Regions from separate parts of the Gossypium raimondii genome. Here region 1 is linked to region 2. The links are chromatin contacts, called in public Hi-C maps. All regions are on one chromosome and are shown on one strand. The core of a region is the stretch at or near the end of the contact, and the rest is flanking DNA. Distances in the headings are between cores, read along the strand shown.

Evidence for each region. Hi-C and Micro-C count contacts between places; a contact is called where the count stands out from the background.
Region 1: a contact with region 2 is called in a Hi-C map of leaf, with 1.8 times the contacts expected there. The contact joins the promoter of LOC105763111 here to the promoter of LOC105763102 in region 2. A contact is called at or near these places in 2 of 2 Hi-C or Micro-C datasets (both in leaf).

Annotation. Positions count from the first base shown.
Region 1 is chr12:7,654,479-7,657,399 of ASM2569854v1, reverse strand. It overlaps LOC105763111 (transcription factor BHLH089), which reads right to left and starts at 1,307. Exons shown (of 6, transcript XM_012581201.2): 1 at 817-1,307; 2 at 188-382. The coding sequence starts at 1,080.
Region 2 is chr12:7,457,877-7,460,915 of ASM2569854v1, reverse strand. It overlaps LOC105763102 (actin-related protein 2/3 complex subunit 2A), which reads left to right and starts at 1,373. Exons shown (of 10, transcript XM_052625771.1): 1 at 1,373-1,604; 2 at 2,484-2,550; 3 at 2,727-2,934. The coding sequence starts at 1,543.

The DNA of each region.
Region 1 (2,921 bases), core at 58-2,557, 200 kb before region 2:
CTCCAAGTATGACAGATTATAAGAATTTTGACCAGTATGCCAAAACCCCATGGTGATGTTAAACAAAGAAAAAGAAAATAGTAAAAGAAATATCAGTTTCACAATCAAAAGGAATGTACTTTATATAAAATTTTGGTCCAACACAAGTACTTAAGACTGATTTTAACCCTATACCGAAGCAAATTACCCTTTCAGCTAAGCTGTGGCTATCAGTAGCTTGACCCCTTCGCGCTCGTACGTGGATGTAATCTTGTTTAGGTGGCTCGGAAGGTTGAGCTTTTTCTTCCACAAGCTTGCCTGAACTGGGTTCTGCTTCAACTCTAGATTCATGATTTTGTTCTCTGCCTCCTGCTGCTTTAATTCTCTTCCCCTCACCATCATTCTATACAGATTATAAACAAAACTGTCATTTTCAATCCAAAAATTTATATTTCTTGAATGCTTAATTCCATCACTTCTCCATAGACTCGTGCTGCAATCTCGATTTTCCATGATATTAACACAATAATACGAGAAGTCAAACAAAATAAACAAGAATTATTTATTTGTAGTTAAATTCACACCATTGCAGATCAACACTCAGTGCCACCCCTCAACATTCCTATTCTAATATAATTATAAGAATCACCATAAACTAAGAAAGAGGAAATCCCAAATCCCCAACAACATATAACATTCAAAGGTAAAAAGCTTTGGAAAGAAGCTAAAATAAAAGGTGCCCATCCGAATTAGTAAAATTCAGATCACAAAAAAAGAAAAGAAAATCCAATTGGTTAAAGAAAAAGAAAAAAGTGGAAGGAAGGAGAAAATGAATACCACGGCATTGCCACTACTAGTGGAGCTAGTAGAGACAACCTTAGCTGTTTCATCTTCTCCGTCACGCCTTCTCCTCATACCACCCCTTCTCTGCTGCTGCTCCAAGCTACCCGGATCATTGCCGGAAACCTCTCGACTGGGGTCCCCGAACTGAGCCAACCCATGTCCGAACTGACCCCTACTTATCCCAGACTCACTCATGGGATACTGCCAGATCTCTGCTAGATTGTACCTTCCATCGCTCATCATAGCTGGCGGATCCATCACAAAGAAAAAAAAAAATCCTAAACTTCACATAGAAAACCCAGTCTGAAGCTTTATTGAGTAAGGGTGGGGTTTTCCTATATATAAATATTATAGGTATTTGATTATTAATAATATAATTGTAATTTGTCTGTAGTGCGTTGATATCCTTGGACCTGATTTCTATCTCTGGACTTTAAAAGCTTCTTTCTTTCTTTAATACTAACAGTAACAGTAGTATTCTGTTTCTTTGCTTTTTTTTCACCTGTTTTGTGAAAGAGACACCTCGGGAGTTGCCAGCTTATAAATCACTTCCACTCGGAGGAGATGCTTCTATAAACTCTTTTTATCCCTCACTTCTCCGCCATCTGATCCCACCCCACTCTTTCAATCAAATGGTTCTTTTTATTTTATTTAACACTCAGATCTTGCATGATGGAAACACCCATTTTTCCTCTCTTTTTTTCCCTGTCATGCCCAGGAAAGTAGTACAAAAATAGAATGAAGATTTTTTTCAATGAAGATTTCCATTATAGTGACCAATTCATCACCATCTAACAATTGCATCTCACAAGATTTTAGTGAATCCGTAGAGATTATGGGCATCACCCTTCCACAATAAATAGTTATTTTCGCACTAGTTTTTCTTTTCATTTTTTCTAACTTTATAGTTTTATTGAATTGTAATTCTACCATCTGCCACGTTGAAATATACCATAAGTATCACCTTTTAGAATTTCACCATAAAAAAAAGCACATAAAAAACATTGAGCTATTCATCTTCACCACAATTTCGGAGCTCTCCTCCTTTTTTTCTTTTCCAGTTAAACTGTTACAAGAATATCAATAAGATCTATATATATGTGGTCATGTCAAAGAGAATGATTCCATCAAAATAAAATAAAAATTATTTTTATAGAAAGTGATAATAATTTCACACCATTTTATATGAATGCACCAAGTAAATTATTATTTTTAATTTTAAATTTAAAAATAACACATTTAAAAAACTAACACATTACGGGCATCATATAAAATATCATTTTTATTTTAGATTAATAAAATACTAAAAAAACCTACACCATAAAATGGTGGTGTCATTCTCTATGGTTCCACCATCATTATTTATTTTTAACCCCAAATTATTAAGAAATATTAGTCTTTTCCTAATATATATACAGGTGGTGTCAATCTTTTTGCTCCACCAACTTTTACTTTTCATTTCAGGCTATTTACGTACATAATAAAAAAGGTTAATCATTTTTATAATTATTCAAAATTTTAAGATCATTTTTATAAAAAGCCCAAAATTAGCGGTTAATGGAAGAAAGAACATGAAATATTGGATGTGTTTATTGAAGTTAAGTATAATTATTTGTAAACATATATCCACATCTCAATAAATAATGGTACAGTGATTTATTTGATTTTCTAATTATATAAAAAAGTTATTTTAGTTTTTCATTTAATTTTATCTGCTTTTACTCTTAAACTTGTGCTATTTATCGATTATTTTAAAATTGATGAAAAATTAATATTTATTAATTTTGTTGATGTGGTATGTGGATTGCCACTTGGATGCTATGCCAATAATTAATTATTCTTTTAATACTTAAAATGATTAAAAGGATAAATTATAAATTTTTTTAAATTAATTAATTGCTGAAGTAACATAATGTAGATATATCTATTTTGAGGTGACTTAAGAAATAATACAAATTTAAGAATTAAAAGAAAAAAGATTTAAATAAATAATTAAAATGAACTTTTTTTATAAAATTGAAAGGGGAAATGGATTACAAACAAAACATGTGATTAAACAAAATACACAAACAAAACTCACAATTTTAGGAGGGGTTGAG
Region 2 (3,039 bases), core at 124-2,623:
AATCATGAGATTTAAACCTAAACTATTATAGCTTTCATTTATCACAACTTTACCATCTTAACTAAATTCATGTTTGATTTTTATTTTAATTTTTATAAATTTGTTAATGTAGTTTTGTTTAATGGCTATTTAACATCAATGTTAGATATATTCAATATTAATTTCGAGATAATGGCATATTTGGTATTTAAACTTTGACAAATCTTTTAATGTGGTACTTGAACGTAAAAAGAAAGTCAATTTTAAATTTGTCGGACACGTGACCTAATCATAAGGTGCCGCATATTTCATTTTTAAATAATATACCATAGACGTAAGAATAAATAATTAAAAGAAGGTTTTCTTTTCATTTTCACCTTGTTATGTTTTTAATGTTCAAACTAAAATAAATTTAAAAATTGAAATTAACTTCATTGTCTTGGAGAAAGCAGAAAATATGTTTCCTACCACTTAAAAACCATATTGATTTCTTTATTCTTCTTTTAATTTTCTTCAAATTAATCATTCACATTCTTTTCATCTAATTCAAACCTTAATTTCATGAATTTTTAAAAAGTAAACAACCCTTTTGCAATAAATCAATTTAAATAGTCATTTTAAAGTTTTTTTTAAAAAAAATTAAGAACATTTCTATCCCCTAACAACATTGCCAATTCTCAATTACCAAAACCAAATTGACAACCTCCAATTCCGAGACAACTAAACATATTCACTCAAACTCACCAATCCATTAGAACACCAAGCCCAAAAAATTAACATCACAAATAAAACCCATCAATCCAAGCAGATCAAAACCAAAGCCCATTTCAAGTTTCTGGTTCTTGAGGAAGCCACAGTCAAAATTCCATCAGGGCTTTAAAAGTTCTAAATATTGTGAAATTTTAACTAAGATTTTCAAGAAAGCTAACCGGAAAACTAGAAAGAAGAGAAATAGGCGAATCTTTCTGTCAAAATTTTGGCTGGACGGTAGCATAATGGCAACGACGCCTAATTCTCTTCACGGAAGAAGGAAACAAAACAAAACAAAAAGTTATTTTCTTTAATATTTATAAAATACATTTTAAGGGGTACTTTATTATTTTAATTAAATCAAAAAAATTAAAGGCATATTTTGATCTTAGGCCCTTGTCCTTGTTCAATTAAAATATTTTTACCTAACTTACACGATTGGGTTTCGGGTCCTGACAAGTAAAAAATTAACATCTTCAGCCAAAGGTACTACCACATAGATAAACAATGTTAAAAGTTCAGTACCAAAATCAATTTTTCCAAAATTCAGGTACCAAATTAGAATGTTTGCCAAATTTCAGTAGCAAGTCTGTGATTATCGCTTTAATTTATTTCTAACTTATTCTTTTAAGAGAAGTATTTTACGGGTGATTTGATCCTCCGTCCGGAAAAAGCCTCTTCCAAAGTAAAAACACTGCAATAGAAGCAACAGATCCCGGCTCTAAACGATAATTGGCACCGAAAGGAAGGAGCCGGAGAGATAGTTCGATTTTGGTCTTGTTTGTCCTTTTCGATCGACGGAGAAAGAAATCGATGATACTTTTACAGTCCCATTCACGATTCCTTCTCCAGACTTTGCTGAATCGAATTCAGAAGTACTTTTTCCTTCGTTTTCTTTTCTTTTAATCCGATAAGTATAAGCTTTTATCATTTGATTTGATTTCTTTTATTTTACTTCTTTAATTACATCTTAGTTCTTGTATGTATTTGATGTTTGAAAGACATGTTGGGAATTCGAGCAGAGTCAGGTCAAGGATTCCAACTACATTTCTAATTCATAGATGTATTTTTCATTCTTTACAACCTTCTCTTATGAGTTTGATGGTTCCTTTCCTAATCAATCTTCCATTGCTCGTCTCATTTTTTTTAACTAGTACTGTTACTTTTAAATACCTGACCTCCTACCCTACGCTTTGGTATGCCAGAGATGTATCATCTCCACTGACGATACTATCATCAAATATAGCCCTTCTTTAAAATTTTGTAGCTTAAGTTTTCCCAGAATTAGTGTTTTTTTTAAAGTTTATATTTATTAATAGTAATTAACATGAAATATACAAACTCCCATTCAAAACTGTAATAAATATCTAAATTAGAGTAATATGTGGTCAAGATCAGTATACAGGATTGTTAACTATTAGACTAACAATAGATCATCAAGAACAATTGGATACGGTTAGAATTTTCAAATGTGTTTAAGCTCTAGGGTTTTTTGTGTTTTACGGTTTAGTAATATGTTAAAGGTGTGGACCAAGTTGGAACTATGCCTACTCTTTTATGCCAAGCATGCTGTCCATGATGTGCTGTGCTTTAATATTTGTATTTCAATTATACATCCTGGTGTTGAGTGTACAAACATTCTTATTTATTTTGGGTGTAAAAACTGAATAATTTTCAGGCTACCTGGACCTTTTCTGCTTATTGTTTACACTTTCTTTCTCAGCTTGCTGATTTCTCTCATGTCGCTTTTGCAGTCTTGAAAAGTGTATTGAACTAGACCATCACTGGGTTGAATTTGATGATGTTCGTTACCATGTTCAGGTGATTTAGAAGCTTTTTCGTTGTTACACCTATGTAAAAGAAATTGAGTGATTGTATTATGAATTATTCATACTCATGTATTTCGTTTTGCTCCTCTGGGCTCTCTGAACTTATAGTTAAGGTACAAAAGCCACTGTAATTATATTATGCTCATGTAATTTGCAAATGATATGCAGGTGTCAATGAAGAATCCCCATATTCTACTGCTTTCATTATCATTACCTACCCCACCTCTGGAAACTGTTTTCGTTGGTGGACTTCCATTTGGAGCCATAGAAGCTATTAAAGCAGCTTATGGTGTAATCGTGCAAATTCTTGATCCTCCAAGGGATGGCTTCAATCTGACATTGAAACTGAATTTGTCCAAACTTCCTCAAGATGAAGGTCAACAAGTTCATTTTCTTAGGTCATTATGAGCTTGCACGGTTATATGACAAAGTATTGGCATCAGCATGTTGAAAATTCCTGTCCTTGATTAAAAATGACTTA